Linked DNA regions of Gossypium hirsutum: all the other regions are linked to region 1. A link is a contact called in public Hi-C data. All regions are on one chromosome and are shown on one strand. The core of a region is the stretch at or near the end of the contact, and the rest is flanking DNA. Distances in the headings are between cores, read along the strand shown. Region 1 holds the start of LOC107932931 (galacturonosyltransferase 8). Region 2 holds the start of LOC107954054 (dimethylnonatriene synthase). Region 3 holds the start of LOC121232161 (chloroplast envelope quinone oxidoreductase homolog).

Evidence for each region. Hi-C and Micro-C count contacts between places; a contact is called where the count stands out from the background.
Region 2: a contact with region 1 is called in a Hi-C map of leaf, with 2.0 times the contacts expected there. The contact joins the promoter of LOC107954054 here to the promoter of LOC107932931 in region 1. A contact is called at or near these places in 4 of 34 Hi-C or Micro-C datasets (callus and leaf).
Region 3: a contact with region 1 is called in a Hi-C map of leaf, with 1.9 times the contacts expected there. The contact joins the promoter of LOC121232161 here to the promoter of LOC107932931 in region 1. A contact is called at or near these places in 3 of 34 Hi-C or Micro-C datasets (all in leaf).

What each region holds. Positions count from the first base shown.
Region 1 is chrA07:15,742,133-15,745,969 of Gossypium_hirsutum_v2.1, forward strand. It overlaps LOC107932931 (galacturonosyltransferase 8), which reads right to left and starts at 1,360. Exons shown (of 3, transcript XM_016865053.2): 1 at 802-1,360; 2 at 1-655. The coding sequence starts at 987.
Region 2 is chrA07:15,612,834-15,616,672 of Gossypium_hirsutum_v2.1, forward strand. It overlaps LOC107954054 (dimethylnonatriene synthase), which reads left to right and starts at 1,802. Exons shown (of 2, transcript XM_041117645.1): 1 at 1,802-2,757. The coding sequence starts at 1,840.
Region 3 is chrA07:15,526,864-15,530,480 of Gossypium_hirsutum_v2.1, forward strand. It overlaps LOC121232161 (chloroplast envelope quinone oxidoreductase homolog), which reads left to right and starts at 1,462. Exons shown (of 4, transcript XM_041117642.1): 1 at 1,462-1,620; 2 at 2,526-2,667; 3 at 3,419-3,510. The coding sequence starts at 1,555.

The DNA of each region.
Region 1 (3,837 bases), core at 110-2,609:
TCTTCGTGGCTGAATTCACCACCACTGATGCTGCAAGTACGTTATCCGAAAAAATCGCATAATGATAAAGCTTAGGGTCCTCAAACTCAGGAGGAGTTGGCTTCCCTTCATCGGTATACTTCTCTGGATGTGCAATACGTTCCTCCATCAACCTCATTGCCAAACAATGTAAGCTTTTAGGGATCGATTTGGCCGCGATGAGGCTGGAAAACGCACCTTGCTTTTTCGCTTTTGTCAGCTGCTCGTTGACAGCGAAGATCGTATCTTTTAATTTCTGGATCTTGAGTTGGTTATCAAAAGATTCCTTGGCTTCCGAAATCATTTGGCGCGTAGCCTTTATTCGCTCTTTCACTTCTTTCTCGAATTGCCGGAGCACCGACTCATCGATGGACAGTGAATCAGTTTCAAACAGAGCCCGATAAGATGGTTTGTTAATGAGATCCGAGTAATTCCGGGATAGATCGGCGAAAACCCTAACGAGCTTCGAGTTTTCAAGCTTCAATTTCCGAGCGTAAGACGCGTAAGCGAGGACAAGAGAACGGTGATCGCCGGCTTGTTTCCGGATCTGATCCAGTCGAGGCTTGAGCGGATCCGATTTAAGTGCCAAAACGGACCTCCTCGTGGATCCGATTCCATAGGAATCAGTTGAGAAACCCTAGAAAACACAAAAGAAACGAAACCGTTCCATCAATCACCGTATACTTTCCTTCTTTAATTCGTCTTTAAAAAACAAAAATGAGTCGAAAAAAGAGTTTAATTTAATTTTCAGTTAAAATAAAGAGAAAGTTAGTTAGAACTTACAAGGTTTGTTTGAAGATGAGGAGACAGAGAGTGGTAAGTGAAGAAGAAAGAAAGAGCAAAGAAGAAACAGATTGCAACCGTAATTGCAGAAGCCAATAATCTAACTGTAAATCCAAAACCTCCAATCGTCGCCCCTGCTACTCCGACGCCGCTGCCGCTGTTTCTTGCTGTACGATGAATCGCCATCTTTCCGATCTATCACCGACGCATCAAACGATTTAAAACAACGGAAAGATGATGCCAAAACACAAGCGCCACTATCTCTTCACTCACTGATTTTTGTTTTTGTTGGATTTTGGGTTCTAAGCTTCGGGGACTTTCGCTTTCTGATGTTAGAGAGATTATGATAAGGGGTGTTGGTTTACGGAGATCAACGGCTTTGATTCCGTTATTGTCGGTGAAAAGGTAAGCTAGCTGGGTGCCACTTGGAATTTGGCGGCAACGCGGGATCCTGTGTGAACGCTCCCATTTTATCTTGGTAACATTTAGTCCCGAACCTTAACAATATTTGCTGCCTTGGTCCTGAATTTTTTTCAAGTTAATCTTTAAATTTAACAGTATTTTTATTTTGATTCATGGTTTTAGATTTATAATAACATGACATTTTAAAATTATGTCACATCATTATTTAAATAATTTTTAAATTTTTAAATTTTTTTTAGAATTTATATAATCTTTTTAAAAATTCATAAAATGATCTGATACAATTTCAATATAACATGTATTCACACTTTAACTAAACATAAATTTAATAATTGAAATAAGAAAGTCGAGATTAATAAAAAATTCAAAGATCAATTTTTAAAAATATTATTAAACATAAACAACTAAAAATTACTTTACTTCTTCTCTTTTTTATTATCATGGCCCACACCATGGGCACCAAATATTGGAGCAATAAATCCATAGGCATGTGTTGTGGTAGAAGACTATTGATTTGGTTTCGGTCAAATTAGGCATAATTTCATCATCTATCACATTCGTAACTATCCTCATTAAAATATAAAATAAATTTTAATTTAATATACAAATTACGATATGTTGTAATTATATATATATATGAAATTTTGATTGTATTTCATATCTAAATATGAAATTTTGTAGACATTTAAAGAAATAAAATATTCATTCATTTTATATCGTATTAATCTTTAATATGGTTGTCCCTATGATTTTATTTTGTTAGCAATAATATTTTTAAAAAAAATTCATATCAATATTTTAATCAAAATAATTAACAGCATTAAATATTTGAATTAGTTAAAGAATTAAATTATGTGAAATTAGAATATAAAAATTAAATTTAATATTTAAAAATGATAGAGGGACTAAATCCAAAATTTAACCTTTTTCCTTTTTTCTATGAATGAGATTGTGGGATTAGTTGTGAATGAGAGTGTATTATTAATATTTAACTTGGAAGAGTTGGATTTTGACATTAAAAATCAAAATCTTTGAGACAAAGCAACTTCATTAAATGACAAAGTAAGTATGTTTCAAACATAATTACATTTTTGGACATGTTTGTTTGTAACATTGTGGATTATAATTTATAAATAAATAAACCCATAGAAAAAAACAATTTATAAACAACAAATCAAATGTCTTTCCCTTTGTAAGATATAACATTTATTGTAATTTATAAATAAATAAACCATTGAAAACCCAATTTGCTACTAACAGATCTTGCCTAACCAAACAAAACCAAACGTTTCACTAAATATTATATTGCAATATTAATATATACTAAAAGTAAATTATTATATTTTGGTTTAAAAAATATATTATTAAATATATATAAGAATCAAATGGATTGAAATTGAAAATTTTAAATTTTAAAAATTATATTATTTTTTATCATATATAATTTTTTTATTAATTTTATATAAAAAAATATTAAAAAAATATCATCGTAATAATATAATTTACTTCATAAAATAAATAGCTTTTTAATCTGTTCATAACTAAATTGCTAACAGATGAATTTGTAATATCAATTCAAATAATAATTTTAATAATAGTATAAATATAGATAATAGTACATTTGATGGCAAAAATGTATGTATACTATATTAATTAAAGATGATAGTCAAATTTGAGAAACCACATATTTTTGAAAATTAAGAACAACTTGAATTTATAAAAAAAGAAGAACTGGTCTAGTGGAAAATGCATATATTGTGAGACTTTAATTAAATACTAATTTGTTTAAAAAATGAAGAAGAAAGAAATCATCAAACATAATAATAGTGTAGTCCAATTGTGTAGAAGCTGTTTTAGATTTGCATTCACGGGTTTTTTACCCAATTGGGTTAAAAAAAATTTAAAACACTAAAATAAGGTGTCAGATACATTATTTACGAAAATGGGTTATTTTTTTGAGTCGAGCCTACCTGATTGGCGCGACCATTTTTTTAATAATATATATTTTTTAATATTATTATTTTATTATATTTTAATAATTTTTAAATTTTTAAAATCTAATCGGGTCAAAACCGGGTCGAGCTAGACCCGGAGGCGCGACCATTCGCGCCTGCTGCAGGGGCGCGACTGCCCTACAGCCTGCCACGTGTCCCTGTCCCCCACCGCCCGGCCCTGCACCCTCCCATGCCACCTGCAAAGAGAGAAAAGAAAAAAATTTATTAAGTTTAATAATTATTTAATATTATTATTTTAATAATGTTATTAATTTATTATTTTTATACTTAAATTTTTTAATAATTTTGAAATTAAGTTTCATAATTTTTTAATATTATTATTTGAATAATTCTGAAATTATGTTTAATAATTTTTTAATATTATTATTTTAATAATGTTATTAATTTATTATTTTTTATGCTTAAATTTTTTAATAATTTTGAAATTAAGTTTAATAATTTTTAATATTATTATTTTAATAATTCTGATAATTTTTTATTTTTTATGCTTAGATTTTTTAATATTTTTAAAATTAAGTCTAATAATTTTTTAGTATTATTAATTTAATAATTTTTTATTGGAAAAAATACGAGTTGCGCCATTAGGCGTTCTAGTGTG
Region 2 (3,839 bases), core at 552-3,051, 130 kb before region 1:
CACCAAACGAAGAATTTCTTTTATAGTACTTTTTTTTTATAAATTTAAAATTTAATCATTATACTTTTATTTTCAAGATTTTAGTCTTTCTATTTTTCAGATTTTAAAATTTAATTCTAATTGTTAATACTGTTAAAATTGTTTTATTAAATTTATTGGTGTAATATTTTAAAATAAAATAATACTCACGTAATAATTATGCACCTAAAAAGATATATAATAATAAACTTAAATTTAACAAAATAGTTTTAAGAATATTAATTATAAAACTTAAATTTTGAAATCTAAAAGTTGAATTAAATTTTGAAATCTAAAAGTTGAATAGATTAAATTTTTAAAAATAAAAATAAAAATATAAAAACAAAAATTTATTAAAAGTAAAAAAATTATAATATATTTTAACCTTTGAAGTAATTTCTTTTCTTTAAATTTAGTTAATTAATTTAAGACTTTTTATAAAATTAACCTAAAAATTTAATTAATTACATAAATGACTATTTTTTAATTAAACATGCAAATGACCTAAAATCTACAGTGAAAATAAGTGGAGCCAAAGAGTTTGGCACCACCAACATGTCACATTAGCAACTAGGATAAAAAATTAATTTTTTAGTGGAGCCATGTAGAATGATGTTACTTGTATAAATATTAGGAAAATACTATAATTTCTGAAAAAATGGAGGGACTTTTATAAAAAATTTTCATTTTCAGGTGGAGCCAAATAAATTGAGGCCACCAGTTCCAATGTGATTTTTTAAAAGTTTTCTAAAATTTTTAATATACTAATTTTTTTTTTGTCTTTACCTATTAAAAAATATATTAAAAATTTAAAAATTTAAATTTGCTTATACTTAAAATTTTTTTAATATATTTCAAAATTTTAATAAATTTTAAATATATTTAAATATATTAAAATTTTAAAATTTATTATACTAAATTTTTTAATTTTTTTAAAATTTTAAATATATTAAAAAATATTTTTTTATCTTTATCTATTAAAAAATATATTAAATATATTAAAATTTTAAAAAATATTTTTAAAAAATATATTGAATATATTAAAATTTTAAAATTGGTTATACTTAATATTTTTTAATATATTTAATTTTTTAAAAATATATTAAAAATATTAAAATATTAAATTGGTTATACTTAATATTTTTAATATATTTAAAATTTTAATATATTTAAATTTTTTTAAGTTTTTTAAAATTTTAAATATATTAGAATTTTTTTTGTCTTTACCTATTAAAAATATATATTAAGTGCATTAAAATTTTAAATATATTAAACTTTTAAAATTAATTATACTTAACAATTTTTTAATATATTTAAAATTTTAGAAAACTTAAAAAAAATCAAATTGGGAACTGGTGGCCTCAATTTATTTGGCTCCACCAAAAAATGAAATTTTTTTATTAAAGTCCCTTCATTTTTTAAAAATTACAATATTTTCCTAATATTTATATATATGACACCATTCAACATGGCTCCACAAAAAAATTAAATTTTTTTACCCCAGTTGCTAATGTAGCATGTTGGTGGTGTCAAACTCTTTGGCTCCACCAATTTTCACTATAAATTTGAAGTAATTTATGTGTTTAATAAAAAAAATGAGTCATTTATGTAATTAATTAAATTTTTTAGGTTAATTTTATAAAAAAGCCTCAATTTAATGTAAGGTATTTTAGTTTTAATTTTTATTCCACAATTTTACCCTTGATAATTGCCGTATCCGTAAACTTTAAAAAAAAAAAAAATCCAATTCGTAGTAGGAGCCTCTTCTATAAATAATGCCGTTTGCTCTAAAACTTGAAAGCCAATACTCACATAATCACCATGGATCTTTACACTTACATTCCATCGATTGCATCTTTGTTGCTGTTTCTATACATTTTCTCGAGAAAAGCACCCAAGAATTCCAAGAAAAATTGCATCCCTGAACCGACCGGTTCATTGCCGCTCATCGGTCACCTCCATCTCTTAGGTGGGAAAGAACCAATCTGCAAGAACCTAGCAACAATGGCGGACAAACATGGCCCACTCTACTCACTCAAACTCGGAACCCACCGAATTTTAGTGGTAAGCAGTTGGGAAATCGCCAAGGATTGTTTCACCAACAATGACCGAACCTTAGCCACTCGAGCCAACATCGTCGCCGGGCGGTACATGGGTTACGACAACGCTATCTTTTCGCTCGCCCCATATGGTGAATATTGGCGTAACATCCGTAAGATGGCCACCGTCGAGCTTCTTTCAAGCCACCGTTTGGAGAAGCTGAAGCACATACGGTTCTCCGAAATGGACTCGTTCATCAAAGAGTTGTACGGGCTTTCACGAAACGGTGATAAAGTGACTATCAGTGAGGCGTTGGAACGGTTGACGTTTAACATCAACCTTAGGATGCTCTTCGGAAAACGATTCTCCGGTAACGATTACGGGGAAGTAGACAGTGAGCCATGGCGGTTCATGAAAGCCATTAAGCGAGCGTTGTATCTATTTGGGATATTCGTTTTACCGGATGCTCTGCAGTGGCTCGAACGATTCGATATTCAAGGCCATGTTCGTTCCATGAAGGAAAATGCCAAAGAACTCGACTCAATAATCAATGTTTGGCTCGAAGAACATCTTAAGAAGAAAAGGGAAAACCAGGGTGCCTCTGAAAGTGATTTCATGGACGTGATGTTAACTCACTTACCCGAGGATACTGTAATTTCAGGCCATACACGCGACACCATTGTCAAAGCGACAACATTGGTAATGGTTGCACCACACTATATCTTTTAAACTACATCCTAATCACTATAAATTATTAGTAAGTTTACATATTTTCTAAGTAAGAGTTCGCTTTCGTGGTTGTATGAACCCACATCGTGCAATCTCATAGAAGAATGCAATCACCTCACTTGCGAACCCTGTAAACTATAGGTTAAGACCTAATTAGGTATTTGAATAACGGAGCAATAATGGCGAGTACCAAAATAAATATTTACTAATTTATATTTTTTTATTAATTTTTTAATTATGAAACCACTTAAATATTTTTAATAACTTTATGTTGGATAATTATTTTGAGATAAAATTAAAACTGAATTTAAGATGTTATCATATACTTTTTTTTGTTATTTTATTTTAAAATTTTTACATAAAACATATTCAATATCTTAAATCAGTTTGTTGAGTATTTTTATTTTATTTGCAGTGCATAGAATAGTTACTATTATTTTATAGTATTATACATTTAATTTTCATATGATAACATAAAATATAAAATTGAAAACCAAGCCAAATGGGTATTAGTATTTGAGTTAAAACTCAACTCATGATTTTACAAATTTGTTTTACTTTAACTTATTTGAGTAAATTATATCTAATGTCACTAAATTGTTTGTAAGTTTATGTTTTGGTTAGTCAATCTTAAAAAAGTTATAAAATTGTTATTAAATTATTCTAAAGTTTTCGTTTAAGTTATTGAAATATTCAAAAAAAATTTAAGTCACAAGGATGTTAAGTTTTTTTTTAAAGTCCGACTAGCGAGCTCTAGACGATGATTTGATAATTAGTACAGTAGATCAATACCTATTAATTAACAAGGAGAAAAACATACTTTAGATCCAAGTCAATTTAGCAGCAAGTGATCAAAGAAGAAAATTATTAGGACTTTGGTTCGCAGATTCGTAACATTAAAATTTATTTCATGAAAAAAATTGAAGTATAAAATAGAAAGAGAATGAGAGTTTTCAATTGGTGTAGGTAGTGAAATAGAAAATGACACATAGTAGTGATTTTTTAACAACCTAGTACTTAAATTTTTAAACAGTTCTGTGAACATTTTTTAA
Region 3 (3,617 bases), core at 212-2,711, 220 kb before region 1:
AAATCTATCATCATAGTTCATGCATTGACTAATCATTTCAACTGATTTTTTTAGCCTTGACTATAATAATTTATTGGTCAAATTTTACTTATTTGTACTTGTAGGATGCGTCAGGTATGAGTTTAATTTTTATAATTTAATTTATAAAATTTTTGAATTGATTTGTTTTAGTTATTATGATAATAATTAAATTTATTTCAATTAAATTTTATTTTAATTTTATATTATGTTTAAAGTTGTAAAATTTATCCATATTCTCTTATTTAGTAAATCTTAGTTTTTCAAAATTTGAAATTTTAGTCTTGACGTAAATGATAATTACTAAATCTATTAATTGATTTTTATGAGTGATATGTTAAAATAGAGTGATATGTTAAAATAGTAAGTTAACATTGACATAATATATTTACCGCATAAAATTTTAAAAATAATATAACTTAATTTAACCATTATTATTTAGTTAAAATTTTAAAAAATAAATATTCAAAATCAAACAAGTTAAAGTAAAAAACTAAACACACAACTTTTATATATATAGTACAATAATAAATAGTATAAATAAATTTAATCTATTAACAATTATTAGATTTCGTCATAAGGGTGAAAAATGTATGTAATAAATATAATAACAAAAAATAGTTTTGGATGAAGTGATAAAGTTAAAAGATTAAAAATCATAATGTTTTGAGTTTAAATCCCATTATCATGGCTATCTAATTTTTTAGATTTTATATGTAAAAGGATAAAATTACCTTTAAAATTATATTTAGTATTGATTTAAATGAGAAGTTTTTGAAATATTTACAATTGTAGTGTAGAGCAGGTTGAGCTTTGGGCGATTTACGATAGACTCCTTCTGACGTGGGTGTTAATTGGGCTAATATTATTGTCGATAAGAATTGCGCTCAAGCTGTGGAAGCCATTTTAGATAAATCTTCTGGGCATTTGAACAGGGATTTGGTCTTGAGAATCCAGGAGTTATGTAGGAGATAATGGTAGGTGATCATACAACAAACTCTTAAAAAAGCCAATGTAGCTGTGCTTACACTAGTTAGGATGATGAGAGCTTTCCCTTATGGTCTGATAGCGTTTACGGAGACTTCGACAGTGGTCGTGGAGCAATTACGATTGAATGTTCGGCTTATGTGTGATGGTATTGGAATAATTTTATAATTGCTTCCATTTTTTTATCTAAAAAAATAAGAAGTTTTTAATAAATTCATTATTGAGTTGTGACTCAATTGAAAATGATATTAATTTAATAAAAGACTTAAATATGATAATAAACATTTAAATATGATAATAGATAAATATTTTTTAAATATGAAATAAATAATACAACTTTAGCAGCTACCAAATTCAACATTTCAAGAGATTTCTTGCAAAATCATCCAGGGTATATCCGTCAAATTAACAATGTGGTCCCCATTTGTTTATATTGTTATGGCTAGCGGTTAACAATACAATTCGCTCCTACGGCATCCATACGACATTCTTTGAACTTCATTTTTTCTTATAAAAAAAAGCTTCGATTGATCTCTTTTAGTGAAAGAAATGGCTGAAACTCTTATGCATGCTTTACAATATAACAGCTATGGCGGAGGCGCTGCTGCTTTGAAGGTAAAAATCTACTTCATTATGATGATCCATTTTGCTTGCTTTTACTTTTTTCTTACTGTTTTATCATATAAGTTTAGTTCCTTTTTTTAGTGGAGACTTCAATTAAGGTTGTTAATCTAGTGTTTATATTGATCTAAGTTTGCTCTTCGGATTCAAAATTCTATTAGTTTAACTTGTGATTGAAGAAAGCATGAATATGATTTCAATGAGTGCCGTGAGTTATTAAGGAATTGGAATTTTCTGGAACGGAAATGAACTATAGGGAATTTGCTATTCGGAATTAAAATTTCACGACAAGGATATGAGATTGTGAGGTTGACTTGATGGAGAAGTTAAGTGTTGACCGATTTTATCGTCGGATTCAAAATTTTATTTGTTAAATTTGTGATTGAAAGCATATAGATAATTTGAATGAGTACTCCGATGCACTAGGATGCTGGAATTTTCAGGAATTGAAGTAAATTAAGTATTTGCTCTTTTGGAATTAAAAATTCCAAAAAAGATCTGTGACTTATGGGCTAGGACTTGATAGTGAAGTTAAGTGTTAACTGATTTTATCGTCGGATTCAAAATTCTATTAGTTAAAAAATTGTGATTGAAAGCACATTCTGGAACGGAAGTAAATAAGGATTTGCTCTTGGAAGAGATCTGAGACCGAGAGGTTGATAGGTTGATACTCTTTTTATTTTTTTTTTAAAATTTAATCGGCATGCTTTATTAATACCACAAAACAAGACAAAATTGGTTGTTTGGAAAACTCCACCCACAGCAACACTAAACCACCAAAAACAAACAATTAAAACAAAAGAAATTTTTTATATGGACCTGCTTGATATAAACTTGAAAAGAAAATTTACCAGTGACTTGATGTCATAACAGCTTTGAATTTTTTGTGCTTGTTACAGCATGTTGAAGTTCCAATACCCACTCCAAATAAAGATGAAATATTGCTTAAACTGGACGCAATTAGTCTAAACCCAGTTGACTGGAAAATACAGGAAGGGGTGCTTCGTCCATTTTTACCTAGAAAATTCCCCTGCATACCTGGTAGTTTATATATTTTGTTCTTTTCACTTTTTCTGTCTTGAAATTTTCTTGAGAATTTTTTTTGTCAATGATGTTTGAACCGGATCAGACTGGCCAGTTAGACTAGGAATAGGCCAAGGTATTGATCCGGAGAATGACTTTGAATAGATACGGACCAGTTGAACCGACGGTTGGATTGGGAACTAGTCGAGGTATCAGTTTAGAGAATGACTTTGAACTAGTTTGGATTGAGAACCAGTACTGGCCGGTTCAACAGATTAAAAAACCAGTTGAACCGAGTATTTTGAGTTTTTTAGTTTTTTTTTTAATTGAACCAATCGAATTCATCAAACCAGCGAACGAGTGGCCTGATTTCTAAAACACTATTGTTAAGTATATCTCAAGTTACGTGAGTCTTCACAATCTGTTTTTGTTGTATTACTATGTTGAATTCCCTAGCAGGGCTTTCTGAAAAATTTACTTAGTATCTGCCGGATTATTCAACTTGTAATCTAATTTGCGTCGATTTACATTGTGGAGTTTGCTTTAGTGGTAACTATTGATGGGAAAAGAATGTGTCTATTTAACTCAAGTTATCATTAAAGGACAGAATTTGTCTATTTGTTAAGGCATATCCTTTTTCTATAATTAACCAACATAATAATAAGCTGGTTGGCAGGTCTCTTAGTTTAAGCAATTGTGGTTATTGATGGTAATTTTGGCACCCTCTTGTCATGGAAGATTTGATATCTTAAATATATTTTTTTTGCAGCTAGTGATGTAGCAGGAGAAGTCGTAAAGATTGGACCAGGAGTTACAAATTTCAAAGCTGGGGATAAAGTTGTAGCCATGCTTCATCATTTTGTAAGTTCTAGTTCTCATTCTTAATCCCCCCCTCCCCAAGTCAGCATAAAAAGTCTGGCCAGTAGGCTTAGTTTTCAGAATCAGATAGGTGGTTGAACTGATGATAC